2 separate regions of the Sus scrofa genome follow, and region 1 is linked to region 2. A link is a contact called in public HiChIP or PLAC-seq data. All regions are on one chromosome and are shown on one strand. Each heading gives the region's core, a stretch centred on a gene start, on an enhancer-like site or on the middle of the called end of the contact. The rest is flanking DNA. Distances are from core to core; before and after follow the strand shown.

Region 1 (5,000 bases), core at 1,139-3,638, 280 kb before region 2:
GCCAGTTTAGCAGGCATTCAGGGGCCCACTTATGTCAGTGGCAGAATTTGCATGCCCTGGGCCATCAATGCTGGTGCCCTCCAGGGACCACCTGCTCCCTGCCAGAGAGACCTTGCTCCTTGGAGAACTGCCCGCTGGAAACAGTCCAGGTCAAAGAAGATTCCATACAAACGTGACTGGTTGCCATTTTCTGGTCTCCCGTTCCCATGTCTTTGCCATCTCCATTTAATTCCAGGCTACAGTTGCAGCTGAAAGGGTCGCTCTTTAGGTCATTCAGCAGCCCAGTGGGGCTGGCTCTTGGCAGAGGTGACAGGTCAACATCCACGGAGAATCTCCAAATGTCCTCATGCACGCCACAGTCGAACGTTCCTGTGGGAGAAGGAGATGGAAAGGAGGATTTGTGTGTCGGGAGATGAGTAAGAAGATGGTCATTACAGAGCCTATTAGGAGTGTCCACTCCCTGCACAGAATCCCCTGAATGGATCCTGATTGACAACGACCCTTGGGGCCCTGTATCCACCGCAGTTCCACATCCCGAATGATGCCCTTCCGCCTTCTCCAGGCATGATCCATGGAACACAGTCAAAAACTGAACACTCCTGACGAACGTCTCCCTTCCTCTTAAGAAGCCAAAAGCCTACCGATCCTATAAGGGACACCCTTTCCTAAAGACTGATCATTGGTCCATTTATTGAGTTCTCCTTTTGGCAAATATTCATTAGGCACCAGCTCAGTGCCATGTGCTGTGCCGGGACGAACAAGGCCCCCTGCCTTCCAGGGGCTTACAGTCAAGTAGGGGCTCAGTTAGTAAGAGGAGAAGCATACCCATTTCAAATGTGTTTCCAGTTTACTGGCTGTGTGACCTTCAACAAGTCGCTGAGCCTCTCTGTGACTCAGTGTCCTCACACGTAAGATGGGATAAAGTCCGTTCCTCCACTGTTGTCCACGTGAAACGAGTTGTAACATACAAAGCATTTAGAAAAGTGCTATATAAGGACTAGTTCTTTATCATAATACGTACTTCAAAGAAACGCCATGAAGGAGTCATGGGAGCGTGGGAAAGCTTTAGGTATTAGACGGATGAGATTTTTCTAGGTCATTGAGATAGACAATGCGTAAATGCGCACGTCCTCCTTTGGGCTCCAGACCCTGTGCTCGTCACCTCCCTGCTTGTGCTGTTTCTTTAAAATATGTCCACGGATAATAACAAAACGCCCTTCACCATTGCCCTCTCCCTGTGCCCTTCTCTCCCCCATTATGTTCGTTCTGTCCTGAGACATTGTATTCCTATCGGGCAAGCCATCAGTCTGGGAGAGGCCAGTCGTTTGAAGAGGCTGTCCCTGTCACCTAGGGAAAGAAGGGAGAGGCATCAGAAGTACGTGGTGTGTGTGTGTACATTTGTGTGCATGATGAAAGAACTTGTTACATCAAATGAAAGAACACTCTTGTTTCTATCTTTCTAACTCTTAAATTGTCCCTGTTGAGTCTGATTGAGCCAGGAGAGGTGCCCCTCCCTTTACTTTAATCCTCAGTCATTTTACTGTCATGGCCTCTGTGCCCACAAGCAGCTGGGAAGGCTTATTGCAGGGGATGCTGTGAGTCTGGGCGAAGGCTGCAGCACAGATAGGCGGTCAGCACCTCCTTTGTGGTGCTTCTGCATGAAGGACCGTTCCAGCAAATGCCCATTTCCGTGGTTCCCGACAGTGGAACTCCTTGAAGGAATGATCAGTTTTCTGCCTGTTTCCTCTCCTCCTCTCTCGAACTAGCTGCCATCAGGCTTTCGTTTCTGCCCATCAGTTTCTTGCCCTCACACCTGGTCAAGTCTCTGGCCAGGCATCCCCCTGCGCTGTCCCCCTCCTTCTTTGTAGACGTGGTCTATTTTTTGTTTATTTATGCTTGGTCTTCTCTGCTAGCAGGTAAACTGATTGGCAGTTACATTCTCTGCAAAAGTGCTTATAAATACTTTGTTGCTTGAATGGAATGCAAGTGTTGCTGACTTAGTGTTAGAAGCCATCTGCGAAGGAAAAGTCCTCCCTTCCCCAGGCAGCCAGCCTCCTCAGAGTCCTCTCCCGGGACTTCCTGCCCTCCCAGCAGAGGACTTGCAGTAAGCCCATAGATAATTAGCTTTGAGATAGGAACCTCACAAAAGCAGAATCCCCAGATTGTCTAATTGATCTTCCTGCCTCCGCACTGGTCCCAGTCAGTCTCCAGCACCAGAAGCTGCCAGAGCAAGCGTCCCAGGGAATGGAAGATGCCTTAACCCCATACAGATTCACCCTTAGTGTTCCTGGAATCTGATGAGGGTGACTGAGGCGAGAGCACTGGGTGAAGCCTCTGTCATCCTTGCAAAAATAGTACCCACAGTAACCAGTGACATTTATGAACCACCGAAGCATGCCAGAAGGATGCCAGGTGTTTCCCAGAGCTTAGCTCACTGGAAACCTATAACCATCTTGGGAGTGAGGTTGAGTATCTTCCTCCCCTCCCCCACCAATGCACACGAGGAAACCGAGGCATGGACAGTGTGCCCGCATTTGCCCAAGCCCCCAGGAATAGACAGCAAAGGCAGGATGTGAACCATCCCTAGTGATCCTAGCAACAGTGGCCCCCCACTGCCTTGTTCTCCCACCTTCCGCCACCCCCCCAATACAGAGTCCTGTCTTCTGCCTCACTTGATCATCAGAAAACATTTCATGCATGGGACGCTCAAGAGAGAGGAGCTGGGGGACTGCTGTTGAAAAGGGGTTCCCTGGGGGAGATGGCCACGTCTACCTGCTTCCCACATGCTGTGTATCGGTGGTCTTACCTCGTACGGTCTGCCTCTGTCGCAGCCCGCCATGCCCGCCAGCGTTCTTTGTCCATTTCACAGCTTGGTAGATTTCAGACTCATTTTGATGAGCAAAGGGCAGAGCAGATAAACTCCTTGGAAAGAAACAGTGCCGTAACCGCCACGTGGGTGACATCCTGCTCCGGGAAGGGTGGGCTCGCTGTGCTGAACTTGGCAGCTAGGTAGCTCCACACACACCCCCCGGGGTGGGGAAACTCGAGACGCTTCGGCAGCGTGCGGCACCTGCCCGATGGCGAGTATGATGAATGCCATTTGGAGTTGCCATTCCCCTTCTGCGCTCGGTGAAGGCCGCGCACGCCTCGCATTAATCACCACCAAGCAAACACGGGCTCCCAGCAAAAGAGCCAAATGATTGGGAACAAATTCAAAACAGCTTTATTTCATTGACAGACAGGGCCTTTTTGTTAAACTCTGGTTTAAAACCCTTGTACATCTCTGTCTCGTTCACACGTTACCATAGTCATTCATATTTATACAAACCGCGGAACTTGGAGCTGGCTTATTTATCACAACCTATTGGCAGGAAAAGGGTCCCATAAAAAGAATCTTTATTTGAATTTTTTTTAAAAGCTGTTCAACTGTGCTAATGGGAAGGATGCTCTTATCAACTGATATCGAAGGAAATGGGCTTTTGCATTGAAAAAAAAAGAAAATAAAGAATCTTATAAATATCCGTGTGCAAATAGAAAACAGCAGGTAATTAAGCGAGGCAGCGTGTGGTCAGCAAGACAGCCCGTGTCCTTGCTGCTGCTGGGAAAGCACAGAAGCTGAAAGAGGGACCCACTTGTCTGAGGTTAACCCAAGTTTTGGTAAGCAGTGCTAGTTAGTTAGCTTTCGGGTAGAGCTGTATGTAAACCAACTCTGGCCCAAATTACCAGTTTGATTGGTTCAAAAGACTCTTGTTTCTGGCTCCCCCCACCCACCCTGCCCCCCAAAATGATGAAAAGGCTACCCAAACCTTTAAGTCCCATTATTCAGGACAGGCCGATTGTAATAGTAATATTTGAGCACCTAAAATCATATTGAAAGACCTTCCGTGAAAAAGAATCTGCCCCCCACCCAAATAAAGGCAGTGTGTTCCTGATAACTTCTGACTGTGCCTCCGAAAGAATTAAGTTTCCAAGAATAGCAAGTTGACACCCAGGAGGAAAGTTAGGCTCTCTCTGGAATTAACCCGAGGCAGTGGAAGTCTCGCATTTCTTTCTTGCGTTTAGATCACCCATAAACATTGAAACCAACACCTATTCTCAGAGAACACTGTGCTCGACTGTTCTTAGGAATGTGTGTCTGGTGTTGTTGTTGGGGGTTTTTTTGTTTGTTTTCTGTTTCAGTGTCAGAAACCAGCCGGGAAGGGTCCTAAGTTAGAATAACTTTGAGAAGCGAACCGAACTTAGGAAGTGTTATCCAGCAAGACAGGTCTCTGGGCTCTCTGGGGAAATGACATATCAGGACAGATGGCTTTCATGGATGATTTCTTGATGGACGGCTAGGATTTTTGTTATCGCCGGTAGAAAAATCCCCGTCGTCTGAAAGGGAGGAGCGCTGGCCCCGCATTGGGGTTGGATACGGATGATGGAAGCGCCTTGGCACGTGCGTGAGGCAGCCAGGCTAATAGGTTTGGACTCGTGTAGCAGTAAGGCTGTTGCTGTGGGGTCAGGAGAAGGTCCAGAAGTTCAGGTCACGATCACTAAAGCCAAAGAGCTCAATAAATCCAGGGAGCTGGCCACTGTATGGATTTAGTCCATCGGGCAGCATTCTAGCTGATCAGTCAAAGAAATCATGTTTTTTAAAAAAATCTGTGTGTATAACTGATTTGCTTTTTCTGTACACCTGAAATGAATGCAGCTTCTCCAGTCAACTGTCTTCCAATAAAATGTTTAAAAATTTTTTTAAGTGCCAAAAAATGAAAAATATACATGCCGTTTTTTTTTTTTTTTTTTTTTTTTTAAGTTTGGTTTCCTTAGAGCAGCACAAATCAGGTTTTTTATTTTTTCCGCGTCTTATTAAATTGGTAATTCTGTACTGGTCAGGGAATGGGGGAGGTACGTGGAGGTGCTTGTCAATATCGCTAGGGGGACTTTTTCAGAGAGTATCCTCACGCGGCACAGAACCTGGAAAAAGCACCTTCAGGGCAGGTTACTCCTCACCCCTC
Region 2 (5,069 bases), core at 2,369-4,868:
TTCACTCTGATGGATTCCTTATGCTTACACTCATCTGCTCCTCTTGCTTTTCAAAGAAATGGAACTCGAAACATCTTCATGGGCCCCTAAAATTCTCATGGGCACTGTGCCTCCAGTTTCTGACACATAGGTTGGCCCCGCTGAGCTACCCTGCACTGACCTTGGCATTTGTGAGAGTTTACGGTGAGGGGGTGATTTTCTAATTGACCTCGGTGTCCGTCTCTGAGCTCCATGAGGATGGGGCCCTGTCTGCCACTTGCACCACTGGATCCCTGGTAGCCAGCCGGGACCAGATGCTGCCCAGGTGAGCGTGCAGGAGATGGCTGTGGAGTGGGCACATGGTGCACTGGCCCCCGTCCCAGACACTGAGCACACAGGAGACATTTCCCTGTCCTCCCCTCCTGGAGTGCGACGAGCCCCACGGACAGAGGGGATGGATGCTTCCCCTCACAAGGAGCCCTGCTGGTCTCAGGGGCCTCGGCACCCCTACTCCTCAATGGCCAACCGCCTCCACGCTGGGGCTGCCCAGCAGGACACGCAGTCTCAGTACAGAATAACCAGCATAGCACCTGGACGACACACGAAGGAATGCAAGTGGCCAATTTGCGGGCGATGTTGCTTCATCACCAGCGACACCTCTCGGGTATGTGGAAGGGACTCAGGGTGCCCATTCTGGGGCACAGCTTGCTCTACAGCCTCCGGCCACATGGGGGAGGGGCAGCAGGACAGTAGGGCCCCCCAGGAGCCCTGTCCGCTATAGCTAAACTCTTGGTTTGGAGGCAGAGCCCGCCCCCCTGCTTGGACCCCAGGTGCCGGGGCTGTCAGAGTGCCCCTCCCCTCTACAGGGTGCAGGGTGACAATCATCAGGATCAGCCCCTGTTCCCGCAGGCTGGGGTGCCAGGCTCAGCGGTCGGAACTTCAAGTGAGCAGAACATGACTGGCAGCTCGACCCTTGACCCCTCCCTGCTCACTGATCCCCAGCTGTGATTATTTTTAATTTTGATGACGTTCATTTGGGAGAAGGCAGTCCAACACAGTCACAGGATCCCATCCCGCTCCACAGATCCTGGTGGGGCCTGGAAACTCACTAGGTGGGCTAGACAGAGGGGGACTCACACAAACCCCACCTCAACTGCCGCTCCTCAACCCTGGACCGATCACTTGGCCTTTCTGTGAAATTGAAAGGAGATCATGTAGGTGGGTGTTTATACATGCCTGGCACCCAGAGGCACCAAATGCCACTGCTGTTAGCTTTTAAGTGAAGTTCTGGCTTCGCCGTAACACACGAGGGCCTCTCCAGTTACAAAGCCCAAGGCACCTCCCGATTCTTAGCACTGGGACCCAATTCTGGGGAGTCCAAGGTCTATGCAGCCCAAGAAGCAGTCGCCAGCCTGGCCGTTGCCAGGATGATGCAGAAGCTGCTCTGATGCCAAGAGGATCTTCCCAGCAGGAGTGGTCACTGCCATGAGCACTGGGACAGGCCACCCACAGCTTCCCGGGAAGGCCAGAAATTCCAGCACTGGAAGGGACAAAATGCACTTTCTCAGGGCAGCTTGAACAAAGCAGAATGAAGGCAGGAACACAGCTAGTGTTTTTGGTCCACATGTGTCCCTGGAAGTTGGCAGGGACAGGGAGCCAGGCACATTCCTAGCCCGGCACAAGTCTGGCACTTTAACAAGCCCCCAGCTTTCCAGTCTCTCCCTGTAGACAGCATCCTGCACACACATCACCCCCAGTCCCCACCACCCCTCTGGAAACTGAGAATCAGGAGACTGTGTGATGCCATCCCTCTCCTTCCTAAACCAGGTCATCTGGTGGACCTATGCCCTGAAGGGCACACTGATAAGTCTGAGGGAGGGCTCAGGAAGTGATGCTGGTATTGACTCCAGGAGCTTAGAGACAGAGGACTTTGTTGACGGTGATGTAACAGGAAGTTCTGGGGCGCAGCAAGAAGCCTCTTTATTGGGATGCCCATGTTTGGGGGCCACCCTTGCTGGCGAGTCTTGTAGAAGAGAGGAAAGTCAGGTGCACTGTCCTCCAAGTTCATCAGATCATCCACGCCACCACTTGGAGCTGATGCTTAGGCTTAGCCTTGTGGCTTAGGATGCACCCAGCCAAGGAGTAGAACTCAGATAGCAAGTCAACCATCCCCCAGATCAGCTCCAAACTGCTCCCGGGCTGAGCGCTCCAGAGCAAGGCCACCCTTATACCCCAGGCACCCAGCCCCCATGTTGCATCTTAAAGTGAGACCTTGACATTCAAGAAGGAGTCTGGAAACTGGTGGCCAGGAGGACAGTGGAGCAAACACCTGTTTCACGCATGGAACAGCTGGAAAGTAGAAGGACCTTAGCCTGCAAAGAAAGACCCTGGGGTTCGGGTTGCTGCTGAGGGAGACGGACATAGGCAGTTCTATTCTGAGTGAGACCAGAAGGGAACAGCTGGAAGGGAGTGGGGGTGACTCTCAGATTCACATAAGTAACTTCTGACTCCTGGGATGGCTGCCTCAGGACAGGAAAATCCTTAGAGGTGTCTGGTCCTGTTTCTGCCTCCAGCATCATGCCCACCCCCCATGTGATCAGCTCCAGTGAGAAGACTCTTCCATGTATTTAGATTATTCATCCCGTCCTTTGATATGTCCTTGCCTCTTTTGTGCCTCAATGGCCCTGTGTCAGCTTTTCAGAGGAAGCCCACTTGACCTTGTCTTCCTTCTGCTGGCTCCCAAACATCCTGGTAATGCTTGGTTGGGCATGCTGGGATCAGGTTGGGCATGTCAGAGGTTGCAAGCATGGGTTTTGAAAGATGACAAATACAAGATCAGATCCTGGCTTCAGCACTCTTAAGCTGCGTGGCCTGATGCAAATGGCTTCTCTGAGTCTGCGTGCTCATCCATAAAGTGGAGGTGGGGAGTGGATGGCACTGCCTGCTGGGATTTTGCGAGGCATGAGATGAGATCATGTGTGGGTACCCACGGGCTCTGGGGAAAGGATCTACTTTCTTTCGTGTTTCTGAAACAGCAATGAATCAGTCTGACTAGAGTCTTTTTCTTTGTAGCCAGGAGTTTGGGCATCAAGCTGGCCCAACATTGGAAGATCCAAGTAGGCTAAGTTTTGGCTCTCTGCACATTCTCCAAGTGCTGCAGGCGTTTCTATCAAATAGCAGCAAAGGGGCAAGACCCACCTCAAGGAGGCGTGGACCAAGGAGGGCTTGAACTGCCCTGGAGAGGGGATCATAGCCAGCCCAGCGAGGATGGGTCTGGAACGTACACCTGCCCTTTAACCCGTGGTGTGCTGGAGTGGCCCAGGCCACAAATCTCTGCCAAACCACATTTGGTGACCTCACGTTGCTAGCTTGAAATGTGCTGTGGTGAGAGCATTTACACCACGGAAATGGGCAACAGCTCCCGATTTGGGCTTCTCCAGCCTCAGAGACCTGGTAAGTAAATATTCTCCAGCACCGCCCTGCCTTCAACAATAGGAAAAGAAAGGCCCAAATCACATGAGGCACTTCCCACATCTTCATGTGCCCTGGGAAAGAGTCAGTGGTGCTGATGAATGTGAAACCCCAGAAAAGCTCCTGTCTCCTGCTGATATGAAGAAAGAACTTGTCTGGCAGAGGATGCAATAAGGATCTTTGACTCTGTCATCTGCCCATGTGAGAAGCAGGCGGTGCCGGCCCGGGGAGTCACTTAACCTTAAAGTGCCAGCATCCTGGGGCAGGGGGGTACTTGGAAGCCCTCATCAGGGTGCCCTCAGGAAGGAGGCAGGACATGCCCATGACTGGGAATGGGCAGCACCTCTGAAAAATGCCCAGAGCCAGGGCTGAAGCTTCACCATCATTTACCATTTCCTTATAGGGAGTGGAGGAGCCGGGGAAGGGTGTTGAAGTTTGATTAGTAATAAGAACATAGCAGCTTAACCTCTAACATTTAGCACTCACCCCGATCGAATTACTTATCTCTATCTGGGTGAGCCTTGCTAGCCGCCTGCCTGGGAACACTACACCTCTCTAAAAGCTGTCCGTCTCTGTCACAGACTTTGCACAATGGGGCCCACAGCTATTTTTAAAGGACTGTGTCACCTTTCAAGAGAAATTGTGTCTGCTCAGAAGATTGACTTTTTTTTTTTTTGGTTGCTTTCTGTACAAATTTGGTAGTCTTTCATCTCCCACGGTAAAGCTGGGGCACCTCATACCCCATAAGCAGGCACCATTTAGCTTCCTTATTTTAGGGAGACTATAAAGCTATTGAGAAAAAAAAAATCATGGCCCAATGTCGACATTGTCTGTGGAAAGCAAAGACATAAAATGCAAGGGACACTGGCCCTGGAACTAGGGGGTGGCAAGCAGGTGACTGGAATAATCACACTGTTTTCTCTATTCCTGCCTCAAAGTCTGCAAGATAGAGGTTGTCAACGCCCTGTGCAGATGATTCCACCAAGGATGGCAGACCCTGGAATTGAACTCTCTGCCTGAGTTAGAGGCCCCTTTCTAGCTGCGACTTTGTGCCTCGGTTTCCTCATCTTCACAATGTAGCTGTGGGGAGTGCTTACCTCGTCACAGAGTCAGTGAGAGAATTCAGGGAGTGAATCCAACTGAAGTATCCAGCTGAGCGCCTTGAGCAGAGGAAGTGGCCCACACCTATGGGCTTGTTTTGGAGGACAGGCGCTAGTGACCACTCTTCAGGCTTCTCACTAAATCTCTCCTTCTAATGAATTCTCATAGAAACCTTGCAACACGAGCGTCTCCACGTTCCAGAGGGAGATAACACCTCCGTGGATTTTTGTCGCTGTTGCTGTTAGGAGGGTTAAATTAAGTTTCTTCAAGGGTTTGGCTCAGCACCCAGTGCGTGGAAAGTTCTCAGCCAATGATAGCTATTTGTCAGTCATCCTTAGAAATAGTCTTATCATGAGGAAACTGAGGTTGAGAAAGTTTTGGAGGCACTATGGGCACAGGAAGCAGGTTGGCAGGGTGAAAACAGATAGAATGTTCTGGAAGACTCATCTAAGGCAGATGAGGTGGTGGAGTGAGATGCAGTGAGTTAAGGCTATAAAAAACACTGGTAAGGTTCTGGA

The links. HiChIP or PLAC-seq counts read pairs in DNA pulled down with a chosen protein or histone mark.
Region 1: an H3K27ac HiChIP or PLAC-seq map of skeletal muscle shows a contact between it and region 2. The contact joins two enhancer-like sites. A contact is called at or near these places in 1 of 47 Hi-C or Micro-C datasets (skeletal muscle) and 1 of 2 datasets of contacts at active chromatin or transcription factors (skeletal muscle).

What each region holds. Positions count from the first base shown.
Region 1 is chr6:9,041,914-9,046,913 of Sscrofa11.1, reverse strand. The region is part of intron 8 of WWOX (WW domain-containing oxidoreductase); the gene reads left to right. Among named protein-coding and RNA genes, the nearest start is that of MAF, 580 kb to the right of the region's middle. Within about 2 kb of position 2,388, at least 1 of the 83 cell types and tissues checked has an H3K27ac peak or open chromatin away from gene starts, as enhancers often do. A contact at or near this core is called in skeletal muscle, where this site is marked.
Region 2 is chr6:8,766,785-8,771,853 of Sscrofa11.1, reverse strand. The region is part of intron 2 of MAF (transcription factor Maf); the gene reads right to left. Among named protein-coding and RNA genes, the nearest start is that of MAF, 300 kb to the right of the region's middle. Within about 2 kb of position 3,618, at least 3 of the 83 cell types and tissues checked have an H3K27ac peak or open chromatin away from gene starts, as enhancers often do. A contact at or near this core is called in skeletal muscle, where this site is marked.